Linked DNA regions of Zea mays: region 2 is linked to region 1. A link is a contact called in public Hi-C data. All regions are on one chromosome and are shown on one strand. Each heading gives the region's core, a stretch centred on a gene start, on an enhancer-like site or on the middle of the called end of the contact. The rest is flanking DNA. Distances are from core to core; before and after follow the strand shown.

Region 1 (4,340 bases), core at 924-3,423:
TCATGTGTGAGCTCACCCTTGCTGTCTCACACCCCCCACAAGAGAAGAACATGTGGTTCAAGAGGAGCCACGTCGAGGAGTTCGATTCGATCTAGGTGGCGTTTCTCCCTCTTGTCTTTCTGGCGCCAAGGATGGATTTTAGATCCTGTTATATTTATCTTTTATTTTGTAAGACTTCCGCTATGTAATAAGTACTCTGATTATTGTGACATTTATCTCTATACACTCTGTTATTATATATGTTGTCTTCTTGGCGCATGTATGAGATGCATCCGGCTTTGTTCCTTAAAGCCTGGGTGTGACAAGCCTGTACGGTACCTGGTGCACCGGACACTATCCGGTGGCCGGTGCGCCAGACCAGGGTTCTCTTCGGTTTCTTTTGCTCCTTTCTTTTGAACCCTAACTTAGATCTTTTTATTGGTTTGTGTTGAACCTTTGACACCTATAGAATGTATAATCTAGAGCAAACTAGTTAGTCCAATTATTTGTGTTGAGCATTTCAACCACCAAAAATATTTAGGAAAATGTTTGACCCTTTTTCCCTTTCAAGAATAGACAAATAAAATGATATGGACCGTTGTTTTTTTATAGTGGGATTTATCTGGGGTTAAATTGTTTGGTGACTTTAGTAGAGACATGAGTGCGTGGGATGATTTGTGGGTGTACATAGTTTAGTTTAAACTGGTGGGTTTAAGGGGTAGAGATAAGACCAAGTGAATGCATGAGAAAACGTTGTGCCAGTTGCAACAAAAAATAGAGCTATCTCTGGTGATCGTGCTCCGACGTCGCGGTTACAACACTCGTTCTCATCGCCAGGCGCCGTGGCTCAGTCCCATTAGCCGGTCTGGCTCCGCGTCGAAGGAGCACACGACCATGGCGGCCAACGGACCATGCCTCCAGTGGCGACGCTGTCGCGCTGTCCAAGCGTCCCTCGGGTGCGCTGGCCTCGGCGACAACCAATTACAGAAAACTCGTGCTTTAGTAGAGTAGAAGATAAAAGATAGAAGATATATGGGTTGGACTAGACTAAGGTATCTCTAGCAGGCCTTGTATTTAATCGTACAAAGTATCATTTTACACTATAGACATACTGTTTGCAGAGTTAAGTTTATAATAAGAATTAAAATAGGGAATAATACAGAGAATTTGCTAACGACATAAAGTGCTCGAAGACCGACTCCATCTTCCACGACGGCAACAGGGCAGTGGGGCGTGAGGCGTGAGCGTGACTATAGGTGTACATTTGGGCCGGGCCTGATGGGCCGGCCCGAAGCACGGAAAAAAAAGCACGGCCCAGGCACGGCACGGCCCGAAATAATTTAGTGCCGGGCCGGCATGGCCCGTTATATCGGGCCGGGTTTGGGCCGAGGTCACGGCCCATGGACGGGCACGGGCACGGCCCGTTTAAGGCAGGCACGAAATGGCCCATATAGAGGCACGAAAAGGCCCATATATTTATTAAAACCACACTTCATTCCACACTTTCATATACTTGATAAAGAACACAAAGCTAGAGATAATGCTAGTTAGATGTTTTTTGTAGCTTTGAATTAGAGTGTGTGATGTAATTTTGCTTTTGTTATGAACATTAGACAATAAATTGAACTTACGAACTTTGTATAGAGCTGATTATACTCTTTTTCGTTCTAACAAAATGATTTATAAATGAGGTAGTCATTGCATAGCTGTGGTAACTTTAATACAAATATTAAGTTTGATTTTATTCAAATTTATTTGTCTTATCTTTTATTTGTTTTATTATTTTTTTGAATTTAGGGCTCTAATGTGAATTTTGGGCCAAAACTGAATTTCGGGCCAAAAATTGAATTTCGGGCCCTAATGTGAATTTCGGGCTTTTGTAATTTCGGGCCGCCCGAAATGAGCCCGGCACGTTTAAGCAATTACGGGTCGGGCCGTGGGCCGAGGGCTAGGCCCATGGGCCGGCCCGGCACGGCCCAAAATTCAAACGGGCCGGGCCGGCCCGAAATTCAAACAATACAGGTCTTTTCGGGCTTGGGCCGGGCCGGGCCGGGTGGCCCGAATGTACACCTATACCTTCGAGTTCGAACTTCCAGTCAGGCTCGACTCCGGCTCGAGATAGGCTCCGGCCGGATGGTCGTGACCATCCGGCCGGAGCCTATCTCGAGCCGGAGTCGAGCCTGACTGGAAGTTCGAACTCGAAGGTTAAGCTGGCTCGGCTCAACTTTCTGCTGGGGTCGAGCCTGTGCATCTGAGGACTGAGGTCGCTTGTGGTCTTGTGGACAGCCCTGCCCCGCTTCCAATAACTGCGCCGCCGCCTCTGCTCCTCTGCTGCCCCTTCGAATCGGGCACCACAAGAGCAAGGGTGTAGATGGGAGAGCCCAACGGATTGGTATAGAATCTTTTCCTCAACCCGTCGATTGTAGTTGCTCAGCACTAAGGAAATTCTCTGATCTGGTAAGTCCCAACAGTCCTTTCCTGTGAATTTTTGGTCGAATTATTTATTGGGGGCGTGGGAATTCAGCAGACTTCGGCCGAGGACGGTTCGAATCCGATCTGTATTATGCTATCACACAAATATCACGGGAGGCCGTAGAGGTGTTGTGATGTGTTTCTTTGGAGCACTCACTGCCCATTTGATCTTTGTAGTTGATTTGGGGATCGGAGGCTTCTTGATTTATGTTGTAGGGACTATTCTCTTAATTAGTATGTGATTTGGTCAAGAGGTGTGGAAACCCATATTCTCATATTCCCGTTGTTGGTAGGTTAATTGCGATGATTCATTGATAAAAAAGAACTCAGTTTTTAAAGTCATTGTGGTCGAAAGACCTAGTTCTTATATAGTTCACTGCTGGATGCTTTCTTGTATCATTCCATAGGCCTGTTTGGATACACGAACTATTTACTAGCTAGCTAAAAATTAGCCTTAGTGCATCCAAGTAAGAAAACTAATAGCTTAGTAATAGGTGAGCTTATTCTTTAGCTAAGTTTTCAACTAGTTGTTAGCCAACTAGCTATTCAAACTCAGCTAATTTGAGCTAATTTTTAGCCCGACCAGTAACTACCCCTAGCTCATCCAAACAGACCGTAAGTGGGTATCAAAGAGGTTCTATCTTCCACCTCTAAAAACAGAAGCAGCTATCAATTCTTGTTCCCTGGGTAACTCTGCAAAACAAAGTTGCTTATAATTGTGGCCATCGTTTTATAATCAGTGCAAAAGGTGATGTCTTTAGCAACATTCTTGCTGGATTTTACTATTGCTGGGGTCTTCCTGCCTAGGCAATACGGTGTGCCCAGCCTGCCTTGGGTGACCTTCTAAATCATGGAGGCAACTATTATCTTTATCCAATAAAATAAGTGACATATTGTAGTGTGTGTAGTGAAACTAATAATAATGTGTGCCGCCGAACTATTTGAAGTCTGAGCAGCAAAATTCTTATAGTTGTTTTAACTTGTGATGAGCAAGGTCGCAAATGTTTTGTGGCTATATTCAATTTGATATTGCTTCCGATATATTATAACTCTAATAGGTTTTGCATGCTATTGCTATAGAAAGCACTGTTTTCAAGTTGTATGACTAACCACAATTAGTCATCTAAATCGGTTATTAAGGGGGCGATTAGGAGTATCGACTCGATTAGGTGTGCTAATCGTCCAGTCGTCCGATTAAGCGGCGACTGATCTCAATTAGTTCTCCGTTTTGGACTAGAAACCGACCAGGTGTGTTAGGCTTATTTGGGTCTCCTATTTTCGGCCTAGCTACAATTCCATATGAACAGCCACCACTAACACCTCTCCAGTTTCGCACGAGTGCACAACCCTTCAGTTGTTGCCCAGCTATCCAGTTCCCTCTCATCGGCGGTTGTTCTCTCTTGCCCCTCCTCTCTAGTTCTCTCTCAGCAGCGACCATTCTCTCTTGCCCCTCCTCTCTAGATCCCTCTCACTAGTGGCGGCAGCAAATCCATCCCAAAGATGAGCTCCTGTTCTGAAGTACAGACTACAAACTCCCGGTTCACTCCAGATCTTCTTTTGTTATTTGTTCACGAGTTCTCTTGTTCAAAGGAGTTCTTCACTGGTTCTCTGCTAGTCTGTTGTACATCCTTTTCACACTCACATGTTCTCTTGTTCCTGTCCTGATGCTGATCACCATCCTTTATCCATTCACATTTCATATGCTACTGTCTTGTTCCATCTGAATTCTGTATACCACGCACGTGCGCGCTGCATAGTATGTATAATAAATGTGCACAAATATATATATATATGTATATATATATATGTATATATATGTATATATGTATATATATGTATGTATATATATATATATATATATATATATATATATATATATATATATATAT
Region 2 (4,340 bases), core at 1,375-3,874, 260 kb after region 1:
ATACTACCGACACACTGCAACAACGCATATCTAGTTGTTTTAGTGGGATCTGAGCGCCAGTTTTGAGTTGTTCTTATTGTTTTGTGTTCTTGTGCTCTTGCCCGTGATTCTTACGTGTGTTGCTGCTCATTGTTCTTGTGTCTACTTTCTCTCCCTACCTTATTGTGATCTTTTGTAAGGCCGCAAGAGACTCCCAGTTATGAAGATTCCTTGCAAACGGGATATAAGTGATAAAGGAAGACTGTGTCACTCAAGTTGATTTTTGTGATCACTTGAGAAGGGTTGAGTGCAACTCTTGCCCATTGGGACACCACAACGAGGAGTAGGCAAGCATATTATGCTTGACTGAACCATGAGATAAAAATCATTATGTCACTTGTCTTTTTTACTTTCTTGCAATTTTCTCTCTTCCTAAGTTCTCAACTTCACTTGTGATATTGCTCTTAGTATAATTCACATCTTGGAAGAGCAATCAAGTAAAGAGAGCTTTTCTCCCTTCTTGTCTCAAACTTGGTTTTAGTTTACTCTAACTTCATTATTAAACCAAGTTTTTGTTGTTTTAAATCATTTTGCAGGATCACCTATTCACCCCCTCTAGGTGCTCTTAATTGGTATCAGAACTAGTCTTTTTCATTGGGTCTAACAACCATAGGCGGGCCCATCATAAGACATGGGTATTCAAATGAATACCCAAGATCTTAGGGAAAATGAATACATATAATTAAATATAAATATATATAACTAAAAAAATAAATGTTCCCAGTGTGCAGTAAACCAGGCTATTAGGCTAATAGAGCCCAGCAGCCCACTAATCCCCCTCACACAAGCGCATGCAGCCACTGGGAGCCTAGGATGCTACCTGCTTTCTTCTCTCGCCTCCTAGTTCTAGCATGCCCTACATTCGTGTGTCATCGCCTGCTAGCAGCAAGTAGCAAATTGCTCGCCACGCCAGTCGCCACGCATGCAGCGCCGACGCACCCTCATTGTCGGCCGTGTCGCGCCCACGCCGTTGGACGACCACTCGCAGGGGCGAATCTAGGAAGTTTATCAGGGTCAGCCGACCCCGATAAATTTTATAAATTTTTTTAATAAAACACTGTTAAAGTTCATAAAAACTTGTATGATATAGCAAAGCCGCTCTTGATGACCCAGATTATATTTTCGGCTAGATTCGCCACTGACCACTCGCCGTCGCCGCCTCAACTACCGGAGTAGTGTTTGATAGTTACTAAGAAGGTCAATTCATATATTGAGTACATGCGACAATCTCAGGTTCGAGGACACAACATACATATTAAAAAGTGTTAAAAAAGTGAACTATGTTATAAAATCGTACGTTGGGTCGATCCAGCCTCCTTTATGTGTCTATGTATCGTTATTGGTCACCCTAGGTGAACTTCACCAAGCCGCTAATTACTGAAGGACACTTAGTAATTTTTGTTAATGACTGAATCTCGATCAGATTTACCGGTAATTATTGAGTCTTGTTCAGTCATTATCGGTTATTACCGAAGATCATTTATGTATTGTTAATTTTCATTGACTATGGCTAGTGGATAGAAATTAATTGGTCTTTGTTGGCTAAGCAAAGCCAATAAAAATTCCTAATTTTTGAGTTACATTTTATCTAACAGAGTCCATCTGAAAAGTTAGATACCGAATAAAATTAGGTAATTTTGATCTAAACTAATTTTCATCCGCTCTTAAGTGGGAAATATCATTCAAATATTGTTGTGTCGATTGCGGTCGTGGCGCACATCGTCGTCCGCCACATGCTTTCCTGTAGCCGTGCCAACCGGTAATTTGGGTCTAGGCCATCTCCAGCAGGCCATGTAAACGGCTGTGCAAAGTACTGTTTTGAACTGTACATTGCATTGTTTGCAAATTAAAGTTTGAAATAATAATTAAAATAGTTAGGCCCTCTTTGGCAGGGCTCTAACTTCTCTAAATACTCTGACTCATTGGCTTCTCCGGAGAAGCTGAAACCGCTTTGTAATTCGTTTGGCAAAGCTTCTCCTATGTTTTTCGAATGATGTATGTGGAAAACGTAGGAGCCGGTAGCATCCACATTTTTTTGTGCTCGAGCTCACAGCAATAAAACGCCTCCGACTTTCAAAGGGCTCACAACGAGAAGCTATTTTTGTCACTGTTTGATAGGGCTTCACGATGAGCCCGAGCTAGAGCCATAAAAAAAAGTCATGTCAAAGGGCTCTTAATGTGATTGGGAAGTCTATTAGAGATAGTCTAGCACCACGAATTTATTATGTGCTTGGTTTGAGGTCAAATAGGATTAGCCGGTAGCAACACTATCCTTTCAATTTTTTGGATCACGTCGCCACCAAAAAATTACTCTGATGTTTACCTCATCCCCACTTAACTCTAATCTAAATGCTATAAAAACTATATCCACTACTTCCATCTCTTTTTATACATCAACAACACACTGTATACCATAGTGGCTGGACGGATCGGTGCACGCACGCGAGCGACACGGGTAGTGCATGGTGGCGAGGTCAACCGGGAGTCCACAAATTAAAAGCGCGTGCGGTCTCGCGGCCCCGGCCATGGAAGGAGAGAACTGCCAGGACCACTAGTCCAATACCGCGCGCGGTCACGCAATACGTAGCAGCCCACCTACGGCTGCCCCCTGGTCGGCGGACTCCACTGTATATATACGTACTGTACAAGATACTATTACACTGGCACTGGCAGTCTGGCACTGCCTGCCGCCCGCCAACTCTGCATTCTTGCATGATCTATCTCGTAGCACCGGTCATATCGCGCCAGTTGTAGTGCCGCGCGTGCATGTGCCATTGGCTCATTGCGAGTGTAAATCTTGTTGATTGCTCAGTTTTTGTTCGGATTATGTAGAGAGAGAGACCATGCAGGCATATCGATCGGTGCTCTTCGATACATCTGCTTCTTCATTCCAAACCCGAATGTTGGTACGATCCGCAACAAAAGCTCTGCAGTTTGCATCATGTGTCTCTCGATCTGCTGTAGCTCCCGCAGGGGCTATAGCTTCCCGCTAAGTGCAGAAGGGCTTGGACTATCTGCAACGGTTTCCTCTAAACTTCACTCCTATATCTCACTTTTGTGTCACGTCACACATAGTGGCGGAGTACCCATTATGGCTTACTAAATTATGTTTGGTGTAGTGGTAAGTGCATACTGCCTGCAATCAATATGTTGCAAGTCCGAGTCCTATGTGTTGCATCATGTTTTTTTCTTTTTTATCCTTCTTCAACCATACCTAATTATTATTCCGTCCTCCGCCACTGGTCACACAGATTCCACCCTTTATTTTTCTCCCTTTCACAACAGTTACCCCTAAATTCTTCTCTTATACCCACTAAAACTATTAAATATTATTTTTCATATCGTTTCATCATCTAATATCATTTTTTCTCAACTAATAAATAATGGTGTGCACATAATTTGATGCAAGGGGGCTGGCATAGTCCACCCTTGCTCTGGCGTGTTGTGGCTTGCAGCAAAGGGGTAGGGGAGGGAGTAGAGGCAGCGCTGCACCGTGGTTGTGACGCTAAATTGCTACAGGATTAGCGGAGGGGAGGTGTAGAGTGAAGCGTTGCAACCAGTCTCGCTCCTAAAGCCTCCTCTAGACGCTACATGTGAAGAGGAAAACACAGAGACACGCCAGATAGAGGGGGCACTGTGCCAGCCCCCTTCACTCGCTTTCTGTGTACGGTAGAGATTGTTAGTTGGAGAAAAAGTAATAATAGGTGATAAATAGGTATGGAAAATAATATTTTATATGGATGGTGGGGTGTAGGAGGAGTATTTATTAGAAGGAACCGTTGTGGGTGAACAAATTATAGAGGATAGAGTCTTGTTGACGTGGCTGCATAGTGCCATATAGGGGGAGAAATTTAGGTGAGAACATTGAGGATAGCCTAACAGGCGTGGTTGGTTGGTCCACCGTAAGAGCCAGGCCAGCGTGAGCCTGAGCGATCTGGAAAGCCCCTCTCCCGCGTCTCCGCGCGTGTAAGTGGGAAAACGCCTAGGCTACATCTGCATGTGTAGGCTGTGCTTGGACCGTGTATGCAACCAATCATGCGGTCAACACACTGCGAATCTAGGCATGGCCGGTCAGGCAACCAATCACGTGAAATATGACTAATTGGTTTGTTGCGCCTGGGAAGCCAGACTCGCGCGAACCTGATCGGCCAGACACGCCCGAAACGGGGTACAAGCGGATGCAGCTACATAGTGTCCAAAATAATTTGTTTGCATTCGGTCATGCAGTCCACGCCTCTCACATACAACCAACCAATCGTAGGTTTAGATAAAGTCAATATATACGGTGGTCTAAGACAAGA

What was found. Hi-C and Micro-C count contacts between places; a contact is called where the count stands out from the background.
Region 2: a contact with region 1 is called in a Hi-C map of ear, with 2.0 times the contacts expected there. The contact joins the enhancer-like site here to the promoter of LOC100273692 in region 1. A contact is called at or near these places in 2 of 25 Hi-C or Micro-C datasets (ear and leaf).

What each region holds. Positions count from the first base shown.
Region 1 is chr8:33,476,877-33,481,216 of Zm-B73-REFERENCE-NAM-5.0, forward strand. It overlaps LOC100273692, which reads left to right and starts at 2,174. Exons shown (of 13, transcript NM_001365756.1): 1 at 2,174-2,436.
Region 2 is chr8:33,740,952-33,745,291 of Zm-B73-REFERENCE-NAM-5.0, forward strand. No RefSeq gene overlaps it. Among protein-coding and RNA genes, the nearest start is that of LOC109941971, 52 kb to the right of the region's middle. Within about 2 kb of position 2,625, at least 17 of the 20 cell types and tissues checked have an H3K27ac peak or open chromatin away from gene starts, as enhancers often do. A contact at or near this core is called in ear and leaf, where this site is marked.